5 separate regions of the Mus musculus genome follow, and all the other regions are linked to region 5. The links are chromatin contacts, called in public ChIA-PET and promoter capture Hi-C maps. All regions are on one chromosome and are shown on one strand. The core of a region is the stretch at or near the end of the contact, and the rest is flanking DNA. Distances in the headings are between cores, read along the strand shown. Region 1 holds the start of Cd244a (CD244 molecule A). Region 2 holds the start of Dedd (death effector domain-containing). Region 3 holds the start of Ufc1 (ubiquitin-fold modifier conjugating enzyme 1). Region 4 holds the start of Arhgap30 (Rho GTPase activating protein 30). Region 5 holds the start of Pex19 (peroxisomal biogenesis factor 19).

What was found. Promoter capture Hi-C pulls out the DNA fragments that hold promoters and counts their contacts. ChIA-PET counts read pairs in DNA pulled down with a chosen protein or histone mark.
Region 1: a contact with region 5 is called in a promoter capture Hi-C map of liver, with 3 times the contacts expected there. The contact joins the promoter of Cd244a here to the promoter of Pex19 in region 5. A contact is called at or near these places in 7 of 39 promoter capture datasets (the HPC-7 cell line, embryonic stem cells, hippocampal neurons and 3 more) and 1 of 9 other capture datasets (liver).
Region 2: an RNA polymerase II ChIA-PET map of memory CD8 T cells shows a contact between it and region 5, with 9 read pairs. The contact joins the promoter of Dedd here to the promoter of Pex19 in region 5. A contact is called at or near these places in 2 of 39 promoter capture datasets (hippocampal neurons and liver), 2 of 115 datasets of contacts at active chromatin or transcription factors (astrocytes and memory CD8 T cells) and 1 of 9 other capture datasets (liver).
Region 3: a promoter capture Hi-C map of pre-B cells shows a contact between it and region 5, with 2.3 times the contacts expected there. The contact joins the promoter of Ufc1 here to the promoter of Pex19 in region 5. A contact is called at or near these places in 4 of 39 promoter capture datasets (cranial neural crest, hippocampal neurons, liver and 1 more) and 1 of 9 other capture datasets (pancreatic islet).
Region 4: an RNA polymerase II ChIA-PET map of memory CD8 T cells shows a contact between it and region 5, with 64 read pairs. The contact joins the promoter of Arhgap30 here to the promoter of Pex19 in region 5. A contact is called at or near these places in 4 of 39 promoter capture datasets (hippocampal neurons, liver and pre-B cells) and 2 of 115 datasets of contacts at active chromatin or transcription factors (memory CD8 T cells and thymic regulatory T cells).

Annotation. Positions count from the first base shown.
Region 1 is chr1:171,557,781-171,560,480 of GRCm38.p6, forward strand. Cd244a (CD244 molecule A) reads left to right here and starts at 1,413. Exons shown (of 9, transcript NM_018729.2): 1 at 1,413-1,605. The coding sequence starts at 1,545. Gm35200 (a long non-coding RNA gene) reads right to left here. Exons shown (of 5, transcript XR_373705.3): 3 at 1-665.
Region 2 is chr1:171,327,854-171,330,553 of GRCm38.p6, forward strand. Dedd (death effector domain-containing) reads left to right here and starts at 1,292. Exons shown (of 6, transcript NM_001128609.1): 1 at 1,292-1,673.
Region 3 is chr1:171,293,556-171,296,255 of GRCm38.p6, forward strand. It overlaps Ufc1 (ubiquitin-fold modifier conjugating enzyme 1), which reads right to left and starts at 1,447. Exons shown (of 7, transcript NM_025388.3): 1 at 1,366-1,447; 2 at 1,079-1,272. The coding sequence starts at 1,201.
Region 4 is chr1:171,387,514-171,390,213 of GRCm38.p6, forward strand. Arhgap30 (Rho GTPase activating protein 30) reads left to right here and starts at 1,447. Exons shown (of 12, transcript NM_001005508.2): 1 at 1,447-1,850. The coding sequence starts at 1,754. Nectin4 (nectin cell adhesion molecule 4) reads left to right here. Exons shown (of 9, transcript NM_027893.3): 9 at 1-774.
Region 5 is chr1:172,125,380-172,128,079 of GRCm38.p6, forward strand. Pex19 (peroxisomal biogenesis factor 19) reads left to right here and starts at 1,376. Exons shown (of 8, transcript NM_023041.3): 1 at 1,376-1,469. The coding sequence starts at 1,400.

The DNA of each region.
Region 1 (2,700 bases), core at 163-2,662, 570 kb before region 5:
CTCTTCAGACACAGCAGAAGAGGGTAATCAGATACAATAACAGATGGTTGTGAGCCACTATGTGGTTGCTGGGAACTGAACTCAGGAACTTCAGAAGAGCAGTCAGTGCTCTTAAGCCATCTCTCCAGCACTTATTATGGCATTTTCACACCAGTATATTCCAGAGCTTTCTATTCAAGCTCTCAAGGATAGCTATTAATTTGGTGCTGAAAACTATCTTGAAGGGAAGCCAAGTTTCCATTTCCATGTATTGCTTACCTTCAGGGGGAAGATCATAGATTTGTGTTTGTGTGTGTGTGTGTGTGTGTGTGTGTGTGTGTGTGTGTGTGTGTGTGTGTGTGTTCACTTGGGCATGTGTGGAAGTCAGGGGTGGAGTCCATCCTCCCTCTTCATCAGGAGGATTCTGGCGATTATGCTCCGGCTGGCAGGCCTGATGATGAGCACCTTAACCCACTGAGCCATCTCGCTTACCCAACTGCTGTTGACTGTGAGGACTCAGAAAGCAATTTGGTCAGCACTACACAGGTTGCAAGTTGATGAGCTGGAGTTCAAGTCCAGGTCTTTGACTCCAAATTGACTGTCTGTCTGGTCCAGAGCATCCGTTGCTTGCCACCACTGGCAGCCACCTGTCCTATAAAGGCCGCTCTTGCTCAGTGTTGGTCGGGCTAGAAACAGATCAAAGAATGGAATGAGAGGATGGGCTTGGGAGAACCACACGTGTTTGTTGCTAAGGGGAAAAGAAGAGGAAAAGAGCAAGAGGCCTGGCTTCTGGATATGGCCTTGAAGTAAAGGGTCCTGAGGGAGTGGGGTTCGGGGTGGGGTGGGGTGGGTACCACTGACTCCACCCCTCCTTGGAGTTCAAAGGATCTCTGCTGCCTGCTCTTCTACAGGATGAATCCAGCCACGGAAGGGGGTGAGCACCACAAAGCGTTTCACATCCTTTGGTTGTGGAGGGGTGAAAGGAGGAACACAGTTTGCATATGTTGAACATTTGAGATCAGACTTCCTGGGCTCATGAGATTTTTCCCAGCAAGTCTAAATGTTATGTCTCTTCCTTAATCACCCCATATGCTCTTCCTCTTCCACGTTAGTACCTACTTACTCAGGGTTCTTCTTCTCAGGCCACCCTACCCCTAAGTTCCTTCAGACTTCTGCTTCCACGGTGTATGCTGGTTTGGGGCAGCCTGGAATAATGACTGTTGGTTTTCTTTCCCACCCTGTGGGAGCCACTAAGAATTCAGCACCAGGCTGAGGAGGACCAAGGGCTGGGATTTTGCAACTGGTTTTTTGTGAGTCACTGTGCACTCTGAGTACCCACCCACTGGAGGCATCTTAGCTTGTGGGAACCCACGTGGAGGGACTGAGGCTTTCTCGGTAGCCTTGTCAGTGCACAGCAGAAGTGAACAGCCTTCAGTTGAGGAAATTGTGGCTGGACAGGCAGTGAGGTAGTTCTGCTGTGTCCTGCTGACAGTTAGCTGCGAGCCTATTGACATCTGAGCACCTGGAGAAGACAGGGCCCCCGTAGTCTGCTCTGTCCTGTGGTGATGTTGGGGCAAGCTGTCCTGTTCACAACCTTTCTGCTCCTCAGGGCTCATCAGGGCCAAGGTAAGGATTTTTGTGTTGGTGTGGGATGGGGCCTGGCATACACCCATGGGTGCCTGAGTGTGTGAGGGAGATCAGAAGTTAGAGCCTCTGATTATGCCATTTCGATAGTCACCTGGAACACAGAAAGCCAGAGGAGAGGTTAGAGAAGGTGGTCCAGGTCCTTAGGGCTATTGTAAAGTGGGTGGAGTTTAGTCTGTATGAAAACTGTGGAAAACTGGAGCGATGTGTGTACAAGCCTTCTCTGGAGCAATGTGTGCATTAGCTTTCCCTTTTCTCGCTCTGGGAGTGGATTCATCACCAGCCATAGCTTTTTCCTTCATTCCGACACAGTTTCACACAAACACCACCTTGTCATTGTCACCTTCCCCACAGAATTCGTGTCCATTCTGAAGAAAAGGATGGTCTGGGAGTTGTGAGGAGTCCCTGGATGCTTTGGGTCTGGGTGAGGTAAGGTAGAGAAAAGAAGGTAGGACAGGCAGGGTCTCACGAGTCAGCACAGAGACTGCTCCACTTTGGGTGGGTTGGGTTGAGCCTTGCATTTCTCAGGGACTGTTTTCTAGTTGTCACTGTGCTGGAGGGGACCCCGGGAGTCCCTCTAGCAGGCCCAACTCATTTGCATTCAGCTTCTGGTCACCTTACCTCCTCTCAAATGAGGCATGAATGGAGGAATCTCTTCCTGAGGAAGAGATTTTGGCTCAGGACTCAAAGAGACTCTGGTTCAGTAGAAGTCACCCCAGGGGCAGCCAGATGATGATGACAAACCTTTCTTACTAAAGTGTGATATCTGCATATCAGTGTACGTGTCAGTGAGTCACTTTTCTGATGACTTTGGGACAATCGTGCGTTTATGTCCACTCATTGTCTACTGTCTTTCCCATAAACATAAGCAATATTCTCACTCCAAATCTCACAGATTAGTTTTGCCTGGATGTACGTGGCATCCCATGGTATGGGTTCCTGACTTCTTTTACTTGACACTTCTATGACGTTTGTCTATGTATCTTATCTCTTTGATGGGAGTTTCCAGTCCCTGCATGCCATGCATCTGGGTGAGATAAGACAACTCCATCCCAGGCTTACACCATCCTCTGCTCA
Region 2 (2,700 bases), core at 42-2,541, 800 kb before region 5:
TTAGTGTGAGTAGCCACAAAACTTTTTACACATTGTATCTTTCCACTTGGATCTGGTTGTTACCCTATACCTCTATGTAACAACTTTCTCCAAGTTTACCTAGTGACCTTCATTTCTTCCACATTCCGAACCACACATTTTAGTCCACATCTTACCTAATCGCTTACTCTTGATACTTGTAACAAGTTTCCTTGATACTTTTCTCTGTCTGGCTTCCTGTCTGTGCCTCCTCGCTGTCCTATTTTCTGCTTCCTTCCCTCATCTCACTCCTCGAATGCACACATCCTCCTCTTTAGGCCATTTTTCTCTCTTATGGCTCCAAGAATATCCAGACATGCGCAAGCACACTTTCAACTTTCTTGGTTTCAAACCACACTAATTCATATATACTTGCCTAAAAGATATCCCGCAGATCTCTTGAAACTAAAAATAACGTAACCCAGTTATTCAAGTCAGGACACTCATATTTCCTTATCCAACACATGCCTTCCTACCTACACATCGCCACTGTCTCTTCTTTAGCTTCATAATTGATCTCTCTCCCTACCCAGCTCCACTCCCCAGGGACCGAACGTCAGGCCTAACCGTGCTAAGAACGCATTCTTCTACAGTGCTCTAACATCCTTGCGGTCTTCTTCGCTTAAATTAAGTCCAAATTGGTCTCCATCTCCAGGGCTCAAGTAATCCTCCTGCCTCAGGCTTCAGGCTGGCACTAACATGCCCAGAGCTGGCAAGCTGTGATCTCTCTACAATACAAATATAACTAACTGTTCACACCTCTGTTTAGACCCTTCAAAGCCTCTTCGACTGCCCTTAGGATAAAATAAATTTGCAAGGTCTTGAGTCATAGCTCCCTATCTCAAAGCCCTTTGTATTACCTCTTCCTTTAGCCACAGCAGGCTCTCGGCAGCTCCAGAACATACTCGAGCCCATCCCACCCCCAATTCAATTCTCAGCCGTCCTTCACCCGTCAGCTGAGGCGACTTTTCCATAGGAAAATGGGAGCTCAAAAGGAAAACACTGAAGGGATGAATTCCGAGAGAGGGTGAGAAGCGCGGCTGCGAGGTTCGGGTTTCAGAACGTCAGAGTGACAGGAAGTTCAAGGCAAAGGTGAACTCCAGATCGTGACCTTTCACCTCAGTTCACCGGGCAGTCCGACCCCCGGCCGATTCCGCCCTTACGTATCATGGCTGCCAGCCCCTCTCTCCCGAGGGCCTTCGAGCCCGATACCAGCCAGCTCGGGCGCCACCAAGGCTTCCACCTTCAAATACGTTCTCTCTCCGCTTCTTAGAACCTCCCCGCCGCCGCCGTTAGGAGAACCCTGCGTTGCCAGCTTGCCCCTAAGCAAGATGGCTGCCAGTCTCCAGCCTCTCTTGCCGACGTGAAGCTACCCACTCCCCGCTTAATGCCGCTGCCAGGCTGCCCTCACCTAGTATGGCTCCTCCGCTCATGCCTCGTTATGGTCTCGAAGCCGACACTAACCGGCCAGGTTCCGGGAGGCGCTGTGCAGGATGCAGCCACCCCCGCCCGGCCCTCCCCTCCCCCACGCCCGCGGCGGCGGCGGCGGCGGCGGAGGCGGCGGCGGCTGGAGCCCGGATGCGGCTCCGTGAGGCGCAGGCCCCGGAGAGCGGCGCGGATGGATCCAACATGGCGGCGCCGAGGCTGAGCCGAGAGTGAGGCGGCGGGGCGGCCGGCCGGCGTGGGGAGGGGGAGTCGAGTGGGACGGGGCGGGGCCGGGCGGGGCCGCCAAGGGCTTGGGGAAGGAAAGTGGAAGGGGGAGGCGGTGGCGACGTCCAGCCCGGAGAACCTCCGGAGAGGGAGGTGACGGGACGCTGCGAGGTGGGGGAAGGGGAGCGGCCGAGGGGGGCGTGCAGGGGAGATGGCAACTGTGGGAGAGGGCAGGGGTCGGGGCGCAGGAGTGCGAGCCTGGGGAGGGGCGTAAACAAGGGCCCAGGCTGGCCCAGGCCAGGGGCAGTAAAGAGGCCGAGGTGGGGAGCGGGGCTGCGAGCCAGCGCTGGGGAAGGGGTAGGAGCCGGAGGGAGAGGTTGAGGGTGTGGAGGGGACGGGGGCTGGTGGCATGTGGCTGCAGGGAGGGCTGGACTCCCGTGAGCGCCGTGGTGAGGACGTGGGAGGTGGCGGGGGTTGGGGGGGGGGGTTGGATTGGACTTGAGACGTGTGCCGGAGGGAGGTTTTTCAAAGTGTTCAAATTGGAAGCGGAAGGGCCTAAGGGGAGAATTGGGGTGGAAGAGGAGAAGAGAAGCGGGGCTTGGCGGATGGAGAGAGTGGCGATGTGCCGGGGTAACGTAGAAAGTGAGAGACCCGGAGGAAAGTTTGAAAGGAAGGGGGGAAGATAGGGCAGTGGAGCTGCACGGGTGATAGAGGGTTTGGGGGTTTCCCTTTCCCCCCTGTGGAAGGGCAGCAGAGTTAAGCAGTATCAGTTGCAGCCAATTTTAATTGCCAGGCGCTTAGCTTTTAATAGGGTGGGAAGGGCAGAAAGGAATGGTCATGTGGGTTTGGAGAATTGGGGTTGAATGAGGGTTCAACCGGATTTGCTTTCCAAAACACCCGCTTGCTTCCTTGTTTTTCCTGGTTACAAATAGGGAGATTAGTAAAGCTCTTTCCTAGGTTTCTTTTTTTCTTTTCTTGCAATTAGCATTACAAGAATAGGGAAAGAGACTTTTCTGGAGCCTTATATACCAA
Region 3 (2,700 bases), core at 197-2,696, 830 kb before region 5:
CAATCCCAGAAACCATCTGCAGCTGGCAAAACCAGGCCTCTGCTCGAGAACAAGGCAAATCATAGTCAGCTGCTTTGAACCTGTGCCACATCCCCACACCTGGGATTAAAACAAAAACATATTCTTATGCTTCTGTTTTAAAGAAACCAAAATTCCAGAATCCTCGCTACACCTTACTCCTTCCTCCCCATGTTCTCAAAATACCCTAGTTATGTCTCTGTCTCTCCACTTAAACACAGTTTAATACTGTTTCTGTCAACCTCAGTAGGGCCATTCTTATTCGGTTTTATATACTCTCAATAGATACTAGTAACACAATAATATGTTTTATTGTTGTGGTTTGAGGCAGGGTCTCCTATAGTCCAGACTGGCTTTGAATTCATTATGCAGTCTAAAAAACGACCCGAGCTTCCAATCCTGGCTCCACATCCTGGGTACAGAGAACATATGAGCCTCATCAATTTATGAGGTGCCAGAGATGGAACCCAAGGACATCTTGCATGCTACGCAAGCACTCGCCAGTTTCTCAGTGAGGCCACATATACTGCAAGCGATCTACTGGGTTTTGAAGCAGATAGAAAGCACCAAAAGGAGGGCAATCTTTCTCTTCCCATAACAGGAATTAGCTGAAAGGATGGCTAATTTATAACTAAAAACATCTCTCTCTCTACCTCTAAACACTTTAGGTTTTCAGTCCTGACATTAATTCCATCCATTTCATCATGAAGAATGAAAGAGCAGTGATGCACAGACACTTCTTCAGGCGCTAAGAAGTACTTTGACCCCCTACCACAGCCAGCAGAGCAAGCACCTGGTGCGAGAGGGACACGTCACCTTCCCGGAATACTGCTGTTTTTTCCTTCAAAGTCTAGCCCTACTGTGCTCCTAGCCGGAATCTCTTCTGCATCCTCCCTCCGGCCACCCGTAACGCCCCCAGCCCCCCAAACAATCGCATTTATATGAATTTAGAATTTAAACTTTAAAACCGGAAGCGGCTTCCACCCGGAGCCAATTCCCGGGGACACCTGGTTACTCGCCACCCCTCTGCTACGCGGTCAAGCACAGGAGTAAAACTGACCCGGATCAGGGACTGATATTCCTCCTTTAGTCGCTGCACCCACAATTCCCGATCTCGGGGTCCGGCGTTGGTCTTCAGCACCGGGATCTCAGACACGACCCGCCGAGTGGCCTCGTCCGCCATCTTGGACCAGGGAGCAGGAAAACTGCGGAAGTGCAGTTGCTTGTCACTTACTCACGGCGTCGCCATCTTTACTGTGGGAAGAGGAGGCGTTGGATGGCTTTAAAGCGGACCCTGAATGCATTCGATTTTTATTTATTTATTGTAAGGAAATAAAATTGACCTACGGGTGTGAGCGTCCGGAAGAACAGAATGGAGGCGGGCTACTCTGTCCACCTATCATTAAATCACCGGAGCCTGCTCAGAGAACGACTTCCGTTCATGCTCAGAAGCAATCTTGGGAAAAACTCAAGACCTTCCCAAACCAGCAAAGTTGTTTGAATTTCAGGTTTTTCTAGACTGTCTTCAAAGTCCTATCTCCTAAGATGCGCAATTTAACGTCTTTGTTCTCCAGAGTGACTTCCTTACTTTCCATCCCTGTCCTGAATAATTAACACAACTGAATTAGGAAGTATGTAAGCTTGTTTGTTTTTTAAAGGACATTGGGTCCTATATACCACAGACTTGCCTCTAACACATACAAAATGGCCCGGAGCTATTGCTTACTTCAAAATTAATCTGTTTAGGTTTTAAAACCATCCTAAAGATAAAACTTTTTTTTCCAAAGAGTTACTGAATATCTTTTGTGTGCTATATATTAAGTATATAGAAACGATTTCTTCTTAGATGAATTCACCCAAATGACTAACAGTCACTGAATGCCTATTCTAAGCCTATGGCAAGTCATCTGGTAATTTGTTGTTTTTTTATTAGACCAGGCTGGCCTCCGACTCACAGATCTGCCTGCCTCTGTCTCCCAAGTGCTGGTTGGGTAATTTCTAAATTCGTTTGAAACCAAGAAACCTCAATAAGCTTGGTGGCCCACATGTGTTATCCCAGAGCTTAGGGGTCAAGATCAGAAGATTGCTGCAACTCAATTTAAAACGAACAAACTCCATATGCCACAGCTGCTGTGATTGCACACTTTCGATCCCAGCATTTGGGAGGCAGAGGACTCTAGAGTTTTAACCTTGGTGAGTTTGAGTCTACAAAGAGAACAAATTCCAAGATGGTGGTGTCACACATCTTTAATCTCAGCCCTCAGGAGACAGAGGGCTGGCAGATCTCTGAGTTTGAGAGCCAGCCTGGTCTACAGAGTGAGTTCCAGAACAGCTAGGGCTACACAGAGAAGCCCTGTCTCAAAACAAAAACAAAAACAAAAAAATCCCAAAAAACAAACAAACAAAAAACCCCTCAAAACCAAAACAACCCCCTACCCAAAAAAAGAGAAAGAAGGAAAGAAAGAAAGAAAAACAAGACATGCTGTCCTCTGACTTACATACCTATGCCGTGGCATGTGTGCCCCTTCAACTTCAATTTAAATTTATATATTTGTATGTCATGTGAGTGTTTTACCAGCATGTATGTAAGGTACCATGTGCATGCAGTGCCAGTAGAGGCATGTAAAGGGCAACAGATGCCCTGGAACCAGAGTTACAGACATGACTTCCATGTGGGTGCTG
Region 4 (2,700 bases), core at 197-2,696, 740 kb before region 5:
AAAAGAAACTTTAAAAGCAGAGAAAGAAAGAAAGAAGAAACTTTATTGATGTGTGTGCATGTTCTTTACTGGGCTTGTTTAAGCCAGGCCAGGCCACATAGGCATTCAACCAAACTGTCTAGCAGACCACGGCAGGGATTAGTGCCTGTGGTTCTGGAAAGTTCTCTTCCTAGGATGCCTTCACCCACAGAGGTTCTGGGGAGGGGGCTGACAGCTGGAGGAGTCTGGAACCTGGGGTATGAGGTCTGAACACTGGATAAGAGACTAGGGATGGGGGGGCTTGGCTCCCATGGCCCCTCGAATCTTGTCCTCGCTGTGTCTACAGTGGTTTGTACCTTCACGGCGTTGGGACTTGTTGTCAAGGACTCCTGGTTCAGTTGTGTTGAGGGCAGAGGGTAGGTCGCGGGGAAGGTGGAAGTTCAGGTGAAGAGAAAGGGGTGTTGTGGGTGAGGGTGAGAACAGGCCCTTCCCCAGGGGTTTCTGAGTCATTAATCCGGGGCTCTCTGGCACTTTGTATGTGTGGAGCCTGGGGTAAGATGTTTGTTTTTCTTTAGCCTGCCCAAACTTACGCAGTCAGAATACTGGGATTTAGTATCCAACCCTTGTGTGGCCTGAAATCTGCTGGTCTAAAGGAGAAACTCTCATTTCATTCCCAAGCAGCCCAGGACTTATGGACCCCAAGGATCTGGGGTCTTAGTATGTATATTTCATGTAAATATATGTATATTTGTACATAAAATGATATTCTGTTTTTAAATAAACAGATAAAACCTTTTTTTGTCTGATTCCTGTCTTGCCCCTTGAACTGGGTAAGTCACAAGTGCTATGGACTGAGTCTCTATGTGATTCCCTCCCAGGGAAAGGGCCCAGATACAGCTAAGAAAGGAGCAAGTGGCTTTCAAAAGACATTGTAACCATTTCTGAGAGCCCTCAGGTAGGGCCGTGTGGACATAACCTCCTTTTGGGGAAGCCAGTGCCTTAGTTTCTAAAGTGGTTCTAATCTGACTGTACTGGAAACTTCCAGCAGCTGTGTGGGGTGGTCAGCCGTGTACCCTTTGACAGACAAAGAAACTGAAACTCAAAGTCACCTGGTCTGTGTCCTCATTTTCAAATGTACAGCGACTGGAGGCTCAGTGAAGTAATGTGACCTGACCAAGATGGCAGGGTCATCAAAGAATCCCCCACCCTGGGTATGTTCTTCGTGGTCCTTTCCTGCCGTGCTCACAGGCAAAGCCTCGGGTCTCTGTCCCACCTAGAGATTTCGGTCTCTAGAAATGGCAGCCACCTGCTCACACCCCAGGCACCCTTACTCCACCCCGAGATTCTGACATCACCTTCTGCTGTGACCAATGAATGGAGTCCCAGCAATGATGAGGATGTGAATGCCAGCTACCTCCCCCACCCGAGGCCTGTGGTTGCAAAGATGCTCTAACAGGAAGCGGGTTTGAGGAGCTGCACAGCTTCCTGCTCCCCCTCGAGCTGCACAGGACGAGAAGGGCTAGCGCTCAGCTTGGCCACGAGACACAGCTTCATGCCAGGGTTCTGGTAGCTTCCTCTTCCATATCTACTTCCGTGTGGCCCCAGGGGCCCCCCAGAGGCAAGCGCTGCTGTCCCTTGCCCAGGCCACCCTCCACCTCCAGTTTGGAGCCCTGCCCCCCCTGGGGCTGGGCCAAGCCCAACTACTGACTGGGATTCCATGGGGGACTGGTAGGTCAAAGGTCTTGGGGGACAGAGATCCCGGGGGGCCCTGGTCATGAAGTCTCGGCAGAAAGGAAAGAAGAAGGGCAGCTCTAAGGAACGGGTGTTTGGGTGTGACCTACGTGAGCATCTACAGCACTCGGGCCAGGAAGGTAAGGAGGTCAATTGGAACGGGGCAGCTGGGTGGCTGGATTGCCATGCAGACGCCAACCTTGTCTTCTCCGTTGGGCAGAATGAGCTCTTAGGGAACGGGCAGTGGCCCAGGATCACCACACCTGAGATCTAGGCAAAGGCAAGACAGGAAATGTGGCTCAGAGAAGAAGATGGAGAGGTGCCCTTCTGCGGTAGTTAGGGACCGGGTAGCTGAGAACTCGAGGATGGGAATGCCGAGGGAATGTGTCCCGGGGTGGGGTGGGGGATGAGATTTGGAAAATCTGGAGAGGTGGATGAATCAGATGAGAGAATGGAGACTGGGGACAGGGTGGAGGGAATGGAGGTCGGATGCCAGAAGAATGGCTGAAGGGATAGTTGGTGGAACACTAAGTGGAGATACAGGTAAGAAAGGGCCCAGCGAGTCTGAGGATAGAACTTGCGGAGGGGAGAGGAAGGCATTCTAACTGGAGAACAGCACCAAGGGACAAGGACCTAGCCCTTCTGCACCTTTGCTGGGCCACAGGAGTGGGGGCAGCAGGGAGGAGTGACACTCTTCTTTAAATTGCTTGCAAAGAAGAAACCCGTTGATGGTAGACTGCACCGGGAATGCGGGAAAAGTGAACCAGACTGCTTCAGCCCTGGTTTGAAGTGGGGAGTGGAAACTACAATAAAGAGGGGTGTGCACCCAGTCTGGAGCTCCCTCTGCAGTGGGCCTGGGAGCTCATCACTGTGTAGGACATGCAGTCACCACTCAGAACCAGGCCTTAATTTGTTCTGAAATTGATCAGTGCCGACCCGACTACACTGCCCAGCTTGTTTTCAGCACGCAGAGCAACTTAACAAAAAAAG
Region 5 (2,700 bases), core at 126-2,625:
TTAAATATAATCCTCAAACTAAGACTGCTTTCTCAAAAATGTGTATATTACGGGAATATTTTCTTAAGTTTTATACATTCTTCCTTCAAGGTCAGGCAAGAATCTGGCACAGCAATTCACAGCCATAATTCGGATTCTTGGAAGGTTAAAGCAGAACAATTGGCTAAAGAGCAAGATGCTGTCTCAAAAAAAAAAAAAAAAGATATCATGGTGGTTAAAGAGATGGCTTAGCTGTTTAGAGCAAAGACTGTTCTTGCAGAGGACTCAGGTTAGTTCCCAGCACCCACATCTGGTGGCTGCCAACCACCTATTGCTCTAGCTCCAAAGGGATTTGCCACTTCTTGCCAGCTGAATAGAAAAGAGAGACAGGTGTGGTGGTACACGCATTTAATGCCACCACCCTCGAGGCAGAGTCAAGAGTATTTTTTTCGTTCAAGGCCAGCCTGGTCTACAGAGTTCCAGGAAAGCCAAGGCTACATACAGAACATTCTCGATAAAACAAAAACAAGACAATCCCCCCAACACACAAAGAAAACTGAAAGAAATGATTCAAAGAAAGAATGCTTGTTTTTTAATCTGCTTAAGTAACATCTGTGTTTCCAATTCTATCTCCAGTCAACCTCTACAGGTAGGACCATCCCTGATCCACTTGTAGATTTCACTGTGCTCAGCACGATTGTATACAACAGTAGATGCTCATTATACGCTAAAAATAAATTGGATGATCTTTGTTTATCTGTTTTGTGTATATGTCAAGGAGCATATTCGGAGGTCAGAGCCAGCACATGATAGACATCTCTCCTACCACGTGTGCTTTGAGGATGAAACCAAGGTTGCTTCAATTTGGCAATCCTGTCTCAAGCGAAAAATTGCTCGTTTAATAGCTTCGTATTTTAGCTGAGCCCTGTGCTGTAATCTCTGTCCTTGGGAGGTGGAGACAGTAGGATTAGAAAACCCTGCCTGAAAACAAAACCCAGATTAAAGATTCCAGGTTAAAGATGGGGCAAGCAAAACGCAATAAACCCTCCCACCCCTTCTGACCCGCCCCCACAATACAGCTGGGCCTCATGGGTCAAGTAGTTTGGAAGTGGAGACGGGGAAGGGAGACCCCGATTTCTGGACCAGCTTGAGCAATCTATCTAGTTCAAGGCAAACCGCTGTGGCTCTGTAGCTCCAGTAGCCGAGTGCTTGCTTAATACGTGCAAGAACCTAGGTTTGAGGCCCAACCCAAGAAAAAAAACAAAAACAAAAACAAACCCAGTCTCCTGTCCCTTTAAAAATGGCGGTCCTGCACGGTAGAACGATATTATTGGCTGCTCAAGTCATGGGGGCGGGGTTGGGGCGGGGCATGTGGTGGCGCCAGTGGTTCCACCTCCTACGGCAAGTCGGAGGCAGTAAGATGGCGGCTGCTGAGGAAGGTTGCGGTGTTGGGGTCGAAGACGACCGGGAACTGGAGGAGCTTCTGGAAAGTAAGAGTGCACGATGGGAAAGACCAGAAGTATCGGGGAGAGGATCCATCGTGGGGGTTAGAGGAACTTGAGGTTTCTGAGCGGGGCGGGAGAATCTCTTCAGTGGTCAGCGGGGGAGGTGGTCTGAGTTCGACCCCGGCCCTCTTTATTAGCTGGCTGTGTCCAAACCGCACATCTCCCTGCGAAGGGGAACACTAACCGTAAAGAGCTGTTTCACGAGCCCCTTACAAACTTCTCTTGCTTTCGATTGTCGGATTGTTGTTGAGGCAAGGCTCTCTCACTCGGTATCCCAGGCTGATCTGGAACTCGCGGCAGTCTTTCAGCCTCCGCCACTGGGAGTACAGAGATCACAGGCTGGACCCACCAGGATCGCCTTCTGTAAATTATTAAAATCGCCTCTCCTTTCAGTAGCAGGATTCACAGAACAAAATAATCTTTAAGCTCCAAAGGTCCATATGTCCATGATAGTATCTTTCTTAACCCGAAACGCCTTTTTACCGCACAGTCTTTCCTCATTCTTTTACCAGACCCTTAGTTCTTTCGTGCGAGTAGTCAAAGAAGTCTCCTTTTAAAATTAGTGTGATGTTGAGAGACTGTCTCGTGTAGTTTTAGGCTGACCTCACACTCATTGAGTACTGTAGAGTGGCCCTGAACTTGTGATTTTTCCAGTCCCTTCCTCCGCATTCTCGCATGGCACCACAATGCCTGACATCCCTTATTTATCCTTTGGAGAAAACAAAGTGAGCCAGCCCCAGGGGAAAAGGTCTCCTCTTCCTGAAAAGATGGTGGACCTTCATCTCTTTCTTGGCCTTGCACTCCACTCCCGTTTCCTGCGCCAGTGAGGCCAGTGCCCTTTCCCTAGTCCTGGCAGGCAGAGTGATGGTGACAACACAGGCTTTTCAGGGCAGAGGTGAACCTTTTATCTCTTGCTCAGTCACAGCGATATAAGCAGGTAGAAAATGAACAGATGAAGTGAGGAGTGCCCAGTGACTGGCCTGGCCCAGGCTTACTGCATATGAGGCCAAGGAGGCTATAGGTGCCTGTTAAGGGCGATCTAAATTGGAGCATTATTTAAGAGTTAATACCTTCTTGTCGAATGTATCCTAGTAGTCAGAACGGTGGAAAGCCGGGTGGTATATTCTGTGCTTCCTCAACAGACGATATTAGCTAAGGCCTCAGAGTGAATTCCAAGAAATAAGGCTCTCTCTCCCCTCTTCTTCATGTTAGATGA